Linked DNA regions of Sus scrofa: region 1 is linked to region 2. A link is a contact called in public HiChIP or PLAC-seq data. All regions are on one chromosome and are shown on one strand. The core of a region is the stretch at or near the end of the contact, and the rest is flanking DNA. Distances in the headings are between cores, read along the strand shown. Region 1 overlaps TMEM131L (transmembrane protein 131-like). Region 2 overlaps TMEM131L (transmembrane protein 131-like).

What was found. HiChIP or PLAC-seq counts read pairs in DNA pulled down with a chosen protein or histone mark.
Region 1: a contact with region 2 is called in an H3K27ac HiChIP or PLAC-seq map of skeletal muscle. The contact joins two enhancer-like sites. A contact is called at or near these places in 10 of 47 Hi-C or Micro-C datasets (brain, fetal heart ventricle, fetal liver and 4 more) and 1 of 2 datasets of contacts at active chromatin or transcription factors (skeletal muscle).

What each region holds. Positions count from the first base shown.
Region 1 is chr8:75,617,035-75,621,660 of Sscrofa11.1, forward strand. The region is part of intron 3 of TMEM131L (transmembrane protein 131-like); the gene reads right to left. Among named protein-coding and RNA genes, the nearest start is that of TMEM131L, 26 kb to the right of the region's middle. Within about 2 kb of position 3,312, at least 42 of the 83 cell types and tissues checked have an H3K27ac peak or open chromatin away from gene starts, as enhancers often do. A contact at or near this core is called in liver and skeletal muscle, where this site is marked.
Region 2 is chr8:75,545,714-75,550,104 of Sscrofa11.1, forward strand. All of the region lies in intron 7 of TMEM131L (transmembrane protein 131-like), which reads right to left. Among named protein-coding and RNA genes, the nearest start is that of TMEM131L, 97 kb to the right of the region's middle. Within about 2 kb of position 2,503, at least 10 of the 83 cell types and tissues checked have an H3K27ac peak or open chromatin away from gene starts, as enhancers often do. A contact at or near this core is called in liver and skeletal muscle, where this site is marked.

The DNA of each region.
Region 1 (4,626 bases), core at 2,062-4,561, 72 kb after region 2:
TCCTGAGTCAGAGCCCATCTGTACTACGAACAAGTAATCAGAGATCGACTACATTAAAAGAATATGGAAGACTTTCACTGTGTTAAAGGCACCGTTAGGAATAAACTGACTAATGGAACAAAAAAATTTAAAGTTGTCCCTAAACAGACTTACAGGAATCAAAGTGATTTTTAGCAACCACCTGAATGATTTTACTTTCAGAAGAATAGAAAACTGGCGGGGTTCACTGAGAAAAGAACACAAAAGATTGGAGATTCCATTTCATACGGCTGCCACTGATAATCACCCATCTATCTGATCAAGATCCCAGAAGGGGTGGGAGGAGAGCAGAGAGGAAGAAAACGCATGCAACCCGACCCTCTGGATGTTTCTTTTCTTGTCCAGTTTCCTATGCCACGTATCCCCCCCACTTTTGTTAGTATTACAGGTGTGCTATCTGTAGGTGAAGCCTCTCTCTCCTCCTCCAGTTTCTTCTTTTCTCCCCAACCCAAAAGCAGAAACAGAGAAAAGAAAATGTAAATGGGAGTTCCCGTTGTGGCCCAGCAAGTTAAGAACCTTCCTAGTATCCGTAAGGATTCAGGTTCTATCCCTGGCCTCGCTCAGTGGGTTAAGGAGCTGGCGTTGCTGTGAGCTGTGGCGTAAGTGGAAGGTTGCAGATGCAGCCCGGATCCGGTATGGCTGTGGTGTAGGCCAGCAACTGCAACTCCAATTGGACCCCTAGCCTGGGAACCTCCATATGCTGAAGGTGAGGCTGCAAAGACAGAGCAATGTAAATAGTGAGAGACTTAAACTCAGCAAGAGACCAGGTCACTCTCTATCTGTTGGTCCCTGAACTTGATGGCACAAGCCACAAATATACTTCCAAAGGCACAAAAAAATGATGCCCACAACTGACCTGTGAGCTGGGTTTTGGGTTTGCCATGTTCATCTCCTTGGGTCGTCAGCTCCCTCTTTTAACCTGGAATTTCGGTTTCCACCAGGGAGCAACACGACTCTGATGGACCCTCACTGTACCCACGGTAACTTCAAGGAGTTGAGGCAATTAGGACTAGCCTCGCTCCCTTAATTACGGTCTAAACGCAGTGAATTAATGAAACCCCTTCCCAACTACCAAAATACACTTTCAAATTAAAACGAAGCCTGAATTTACAGCCCAGGTTAAATGGATTAAAAGATTAAGGGACTGAGCTCCGGTGCTTTCCCCACCTCACTCTCGCATTTCAACCTCAAATTACCCCCAGCCCTCTGAGGACTGCAGGCCACCCGGCAAGGCGCCTAATTACCCACGAATTAGGCCAACCGTAACCAATTTCGAGATCACAGATCAGATTCTCCCAAACCATGAATCTGCTAATTAAGTTACATGAAAGGCAAACTAACAGGCAATTTGGACATGACATCCATCCACCTGGAAGGAGACCGCGAGCTGGGGTGTGAAAATCCACAGTAGCAGCAGGGCTCTTCCTTACTGCAAGACCATGTACACCAGGATAACTGCAGTTCAAATACATGGAAGCAGAAAGAGACTCTCTTGGGGGAGAGGGGGCAAGCCCAGGGGATGCAGAAGTTTCCAGGCCAGGGATTGAACCTGCTGGCCCTCCTGTAACCAGAGTCCCCGAAGTGACAATGCCAGGTCCTTAACCTGCTGAGCCACCCGGGAACTCCGAGGCTCCTCTTCTTCAATCAAGCACTTCCAGGACACCACACCAGAATGCTCCCTCCAAACCAATAAATGGCTCACAGCCACCTGCTTCAGCACACAGGCCCACTACCGCGTACTTATTTGCTGGGTCTAAAATGGTAATGGAAGGAGTTTAAGCTATGTCCACACGCAGACCCAACACAGCAAACACAGCCTGGCAGCAGTTTTGGCTCATTGTATGGTTCTGATTTCTCATCCAAGGAACAGGGCTGAATTTCAAGGCTTGCTTATCTGCTAAGCTTTGGTATGTCCTGAAGCAGTCTTCCATCAATCCACTTATTTTCCATAAGAAAAAAAAAAATCACAAAAAAACACGTGTCCCCAGCACCCATAATTTAGTGTAAATAAAACAAAGAATTCCCTTGGATATGCTCTTACAGATACACAAAGAAATCACCCAGAAAGAAAACCTCTTCGACCAAAAGGCAGGTTCAACAAGTTGGTAAGAAAACCCATGGGGCCTGTAGCTGCCCCTGGAGCCCTGGCAATCCAGAGCTGGTGCCCTGGAAGTGACAATTCCCCACCAGCCACTTAGCAGAGGGCCAGCCCCACACCAAAGTTACTTCCCAGGGGTCCCAGAGTTGGGGGAGGGCAGGGAAAGGGGGTGTGGGGACCCTCACAAGGGCTCACGAATGAGCCTGTGTTTCCCAAGATGATACGCTGAAGTCCTAAACCCCCAGGATCCCAAAATGTACTCTTACTTAGAAACAGGGCCACACTGGGGCAGGGTGGGCCCCTGTACTGCTGGTGTCCTTCTAAGAAGACAAGGTGTGAAGGAGTCCCTGTTGTGGCTCAGCAGGTTAAGAACCCGACGCTGTCTCTGCGAGGATGTGGGTTCCATCCCCAGCCTTGTTCAATGGGTTAAAGATCTCGCATTGCCACCAGTTGCGTCGCAGGTCACAGACACAGCTCAGATCTGGTGTGGCTGTGGCGTAGGCCGGCAGCCGGAGCTCTGATTCAACCCCTGGCCTGGGGAACTTCCATATGTCGCTAGTGTGCCCTACCCCTCACCCCCAAAAAAAGGCAGTGTGTGAAGACATGGTGACACGGGGGGGGGGGGGGGGCAGCACGTGAGGGCAAAGGCAGAGACCGGATGGATGCAAATGCCAAGGTCACTGCAAACAGGCAGAAACTATGAGGCAAGGAGGGGTCCCCCACAGGTTCAGAAGGAGAGCAACCCTTGCTTTCAGACTCTCAGCCTCCAGAACAAAGAGTTTATAATAAATCCCTGTTGTTTCAAGCCACCCATGTGTGTTACTTTGTAATGGCAGCCCTAGAAAACGAACAACCCACTTGAACTTGGGTTTCTTCCTCCTCCCCTGCTCCACCCAACCCCCTCCGCCGGCCAAGGTACCTGGGCACCGTGAAAAGAGCCACAGGGACCACCTCCACCCCTGTCTGTGGTTTGGCTGGAGAGGCCTCTGTCCCCTGAAGCATCACAGGACAGGCTCAGCCACCCAGACCCTGGCCCCAATTTGATCCCTTCTCTCCAGTGCCCACCTGCCCCTGGGCACCAGCCCTGCTCCTGCACCCCTGTCCTGGGGGCGGGGGGAGCCAGCAGGATGTGCAAGTTCCCTTCAGTGTGGGCCGTGCCTGTGCTGCTTCCGCCCACCCCAGTTTCTCACAGAATTTTTAGAACATTTCTTTCAGTTTTTACTTAAGTAATATCCTTCCTCATGCCTCAACAGCCCCCTACAGACACACTCTCTCTCTCTCCCTCTCCCTCTCTCTCTTTCACACACACACACACACACACAGCCACGTGCCCAGACAGAGGGAGCTGGGCCAGGACACAGATCTGAGTACACACACCACACTGTACTGGGAGCAGCATTCCCATCCCATAACTGAGACTTTCTTGTTACCGGGCCAGGGTTTCCTGCCAGACTCACTTCCCTAATAATGAATGGATTATCCCTGAGAAAGTTCCTCACTTCTCCCTGGGAGCCGACCTCGAGGGCCTCACCCACCTGTTCCCTGGCCCCGCAGGAAGTGGCGGACGGCGTCCCCACACCTGCACGGGGACTCGTTAAGGGAAATGGGATGAGCCGGCTGAAGCTGGATTCCAGGTCTGCTAAACCCCGCGCCGGGGACGTGAGCAGGGCTGAGCCCAGCCTCCCTCCCACCCTGCGCCACTGCATCACCCACGAGACCCTCTCTGCCTCTTCACCCACCGCTGTGTCACCCACAGCACCCTCTCTGCCTCTTGCTATTTCAACTCAAAGTGTAGTTTGAAACGTGCTTCCTCAGGTGCCTTCGCCAGGACCCAGGGCTTTCCCACAATCACCTGGAGGCTTGTGAAAACAGGCCCCTCCCCTAGGGCTGATTCAGCGCCCAGCTCGGCCCAAGGTGGGGTCTGGGAACCGGCCCGACGGGTTCTCAGGTGGTGCTGATCCTGCGGATTGCAGGCCTACCCACGCTCTGAGAACCGCTGCCCCAGCCCTTTCACTGGGGGCGGGCACCGGTCAGCAGCAGGTGGCACCGTCGCAGCCGGCCATCCCCCAACCCCCCGCCCAGAGGTCACAGCCTGCTGTGTTCAGGGAGTACCCCCCATCGCCACCGCCACCGCCATGCCTGGGAAACCTTCTCACAGCTAATCTGAGAGGTCCTCCCTCACCCTGGGCTGGGGAAGGGGTTCAGGGTGAGTCTGGGCCCATTCTGACCTATAAGGGGAAAGCCCGCTGGGGGTGCTCCTGAGAAAGGCACAGGAGGGAGATTCTCTAACCTGCCCACAGACACTGAGGCGGAGGCTGTGAAACCCGCAGCCCTTCTGCACCCAGAGGAGCCAGGTGGTACCAGAGCTAGCACAGCAGGCAGGTGAGAAGGGCCTGGCTGCCCGGCCCCACGTTCACCTGCTCAGCAAACCAACCCGGCACCACCCTGCCTCCCGGCTTCTTGGTAGGTGACATAACACATTCTTTATT
Region 2 (4,391 bases), core at 1,253-3,752:
TACTCAGCCATAAAAAGAACGAAATAATACCATACGTAGCAAGCAACACGGATGAACTTGGATGAATTATACTAAGTGAAGTCAGACAGAGAAAGACAAATACTGTATGATATCAGTTATACGTGGGACCTGAAAAACACAACAAACAAATGAATAAAACAAAAAAGAGGCAGATATCCAGACGTTAAGCACAAACTAGTGGTTACAAGTGGGGAGAGAGATGGGGGAGGGGCAAGACAAAGGCAGGGGACTTAGAGGTACAATCTATTAGGTATAGAATAAGCTACAAGGATATACTGTACAGGGAATACCGGCAATATTTTACATAGAGTGGGGTATGACTTTAAAAACTGTGGATCACTAGACTGTGCACCTGTAACTAAGAAAGTATTGCATAGCTACTATACTTAACCTAAAATATGAAGTCCCTTTCAGCAGGCCATGCTGTGGTCTGCCGAGGGCATAGGGAGTTAGCAGCTCTGGCTTTCTTACCTCAGCTGACACAGAGAATGCGTCTTGTCAGTAATTACGTAAAGGGGGCATGTTCATTTTCTAGCCCCTGATTCTTATCCATCTGCCAGTTCAGAGTTGGAGGAAGAGAGGTGCTACTGGTGGGGGAGGGGGAGAGGGCATCTTTGAGTCTTCCAACAAAAGTTTCTAACACAGCAAATGCTGGAAGGATATTTTAAAAAGATTCGTGTCTCATAACTTTGCAATTAGCTGAAATGATAACTTCCGGATTAATAAGGTCCCTTATTCAACTATCTGGCATTTCTTTACTATGTTTTATGTGGCCAAGCTCTGTACTAGATGATAAGAAAACAAATACTGATTAGGACATGATTCCTGCTCTTAAGGGGCTTATATCTTAGTAAAGGAAAATATACACAAGAACAAATGTTTTTGGGTATGATCCTTGCTAAGATTGGAGTCCCAAGGCTTTCAGTAAGGAACTAGTCAATCCTCCTACGAGGCAAAAAAAAAAAGGGGGGGGCTAAATAAGTGCTGAGTTAAAAGAGGGACCAAGACATGGAAACAACCTAAATGTCTGTGGACAGAGGAATGGGATAAAGAAGAAGTGGTATGTATATACAATGGAATATTACTCAGCCATAAAAAAGAATGGAATAATGCCATTTGCAGCAGCATGGACGGACCTAGAGATTATCCTACCAAGTGAAGTAAGTCAGAGAAAGACACATACCAGATGATATCACTTATATATGGAATCTTTAATGACACAAAAAACCTTATTTATGAAACAAAAACAGAGGCACAGATTTTGAAGTCAAACTTATGGTTACCAAAGGGGAAGCATCAGGGAGAGGGACAGATTAGGAGTTTGAGATTAACATACACACGCTGCTAACATGAAACAGATAAAGAACAAGGAAGGACCTACTGTATAGCATGGGGAAAATCTACTCAATATTCTGTGATAACCTAAATGGGAAAACAATCTGAAAAAGAATGGATATATGCATGTATGTATGTATGTGTGTGGGTGTGTGTGTGCATATATAACTAAATCACTTTGCTGTACACTTGAAACTAACACAACATTGTCAATCAACTATACTCCAATAAAATTTTTAAAAATTAAAAAAATGAAAAATGAAAAAAGAGGGACCAAGAAACTGTTCTCTCCTGGAACACTGTTCTATTCCACCAAGAGAGCAGAGATTTTAGAGGAGAAACAGGGATGACTGTGGAAGGCGGGGAGGGACCCTCTGGGAAATAAAGAGGAGCAAAGGCAAACATCCCAGCCACACCCACACCTCTAGGCAGCTCTCTAGCCTCCAGCCCGCTTTCTTCCTGCCCTCCACTCACCAGCCCTCTACCTCGTCCCCAGCTCCCTTCCCACTGAATTGTTCTCACTGGCGACTCCAATGACAAGAAGAAAATGTTTTAAATTTAAGCCATTTCCCTGCTTGAAAAGCTATATATTCAGAGGTAGGTCTGTCAGTAATGGCATATATTCTCCTAACACTCAGTAAGTTAAGTAATAATGCTCCAGAGTCGGCCAGCCTAACGTTTTTATATAAAAAAGAACATTTTGCTCAGGCAAATAGATGTTCTTAAATACATTATGATGCTACCCACATGCGCAGGAATTCTTAGCTAGCACACGCAGAGAACCTTCGCATTCATTTAATGCATTACGTAAGACATCTGGAAAACAGGGCAGCGACCGAGGCCTTTACCCTTTGCCTGTTTTTATCTTCCATCTCCAGATCCCAGCTCAGGCTTTTGCAATCTATGCGTCCGTGGGAAACTGCCCCCTTGCCACATCTCCCCGGTCCCACCGTGACCGCAAACCTTCCCCACCCTCCTCCCGCGCTGCTTTCACAGCTTCCCTTCCAGACGGCCACAGGGATCGGCACCTAAGGAGGAGGCAAGGAGCAGGAAAGCCACTCGGGGCACCCCTCCCTCCCCGAACCGGGCAGCACCAGGCTCCACACAGGCCTGGCACCGCAGCCGGGCCCGACACCTGTCCCGGGCAAGCAGGCAGGCACAGGGGGCCCGACCCTGGCACGCCAGAGCGAGGCGGTGCCAATCTGCAAAGGGTAGGGACTCCTGGTCCCAAGCGTATTAGGTTTCACGCAGAAGAGCCAGAAAGAATCTCTCCTGCTCACAGTCCAGTAACAGGACACCCTGGCGGGGAGGGGAGCCCCACATCCCACACAGACATGTGGGCAAGTTCAGAAAGGAGATGACCCAGCACACCTCGTGGGCACCTCCGCCAAGTGGCACTGCGGTCTGGGGCTCGTTCTTAATGCTTCACCTCTCTGGTTTCCTGGGCTTTCTTATAATCACATCATATTATAATCACCGTCTCCCTCTGCGAGAAATCGGTCATGTGATACCACATCAGGACACACTCACAAAACCACTTTTATTTGCTGGGAACCGGGTGTCATCGGTTTTCCTCCAGCTTTCAAACCTCTCCGTGTTTCCCCTATTGCCTCATAATTCCATTTTACGAGGAATTATAACTTTATTTCCAACAAGAAATACGACTGCCATGCAGTTCCAATGATAAGAATTTAAGTTCCCTTAATTCTCTGAGACAAGATTACGGCAAGAGTGACCCTACACGCCAGATTCTAACACAATGCCCATGGCGAATATTCTCTTTTGCCCAAATAAATCACTGAACCGGTCCTCAGATCTCCATGGCTTGGGCCCAAAACACCAGCAAAGAAAATGTTCAAAAAAAAGAAAAAAAAAAAAAGCCAAAAAACCTCTTGCTTTTTCGTAAGCTGAACACAACGCTATTTACATATTCAACCCACCATAGACGTCGCGGTTACAATCAGAGCGTCTGGTCTAGCTCATGCTCTGTCCTTCACTTGCCAGACTTTTCCACAGGAGCATCATAACCGGAAGAACTACTTAATATTCTACTATGTTGATATACTTCAATTTATGAAATCCCTTTGCCACAGTTGGACCTTTAGGCTGTTTCTGCCATTATAAAGATGTTGCAAAAAAACAGTTTTTTGTGCTTATCTTTTCCAGGAACATGAATTATTAAGTCGATGGGGATGAAATCCATGACCACACTGAATTCTACACGAGGAGAAAGTCAAGGCACACTGAGCTGGGACTGCCGATCCCGGCTCTGTCCTCAACCTCCAGCAAGTAACCGAAACTCTAAAGACCATCCCTACACCTTCTAAAATAAGAACGACACCAGCTGGCCTGGCAGTAAATCTGCTGAAGGTCATCTGGTTGATGTGCTGGAAAGGTGAAGTTACACAAATCTTAGCTACCACGACGGGGGAGGTATGCTATTTGGGGCTCTTAACTCAGATACCCAGGGATGCATCTGCCTATGAAAAACTCTGGGGACTTCCCTCAATACACTAAGCATGAAGGTGATGCTGAGATTATAAAAAGGAAAGGGAAACAGGACTGGGCCTAGAGAGCCTCTTGGAAGAGCAGGAGAGGGAGACAGGCCGGACGCTAAGTGCTAGAGCAGGTGTGAACAGGTGCCATGGGAGCAGAGCAGGGACTTGCCAGGGAACCTGGAGAGGAGGTGACATCTGAACTGAGTTGCGAAGGATAGAATGAGAAGGGGGTGAAAGCTTGCGAAGGGGAGGCAGTCTGTAAAAAGGAGGGCAGGGTCTGGCAACGCTGAGGGGCTGGGGAGGCCAGAGTTGAGAAAAGCAGGTGGGCCCTCTGAGGATGGAGAGGAAGCAGGACCCAGGTGAGAAGGGAAGGACCGACCGTGTCTGCCCAGATGAGGCTCTAGGACTGGATCCAGCAAACAACTGGAGACCAGCTAGTGCAGTGACCAGGGGAGTAGCTGTAGTTTTAAGAAGGTGTCACCAGCACGTGTGGCGTGTGCACTGAAGGGGAGACAGCCTGACTGGGGGTTTAATCCT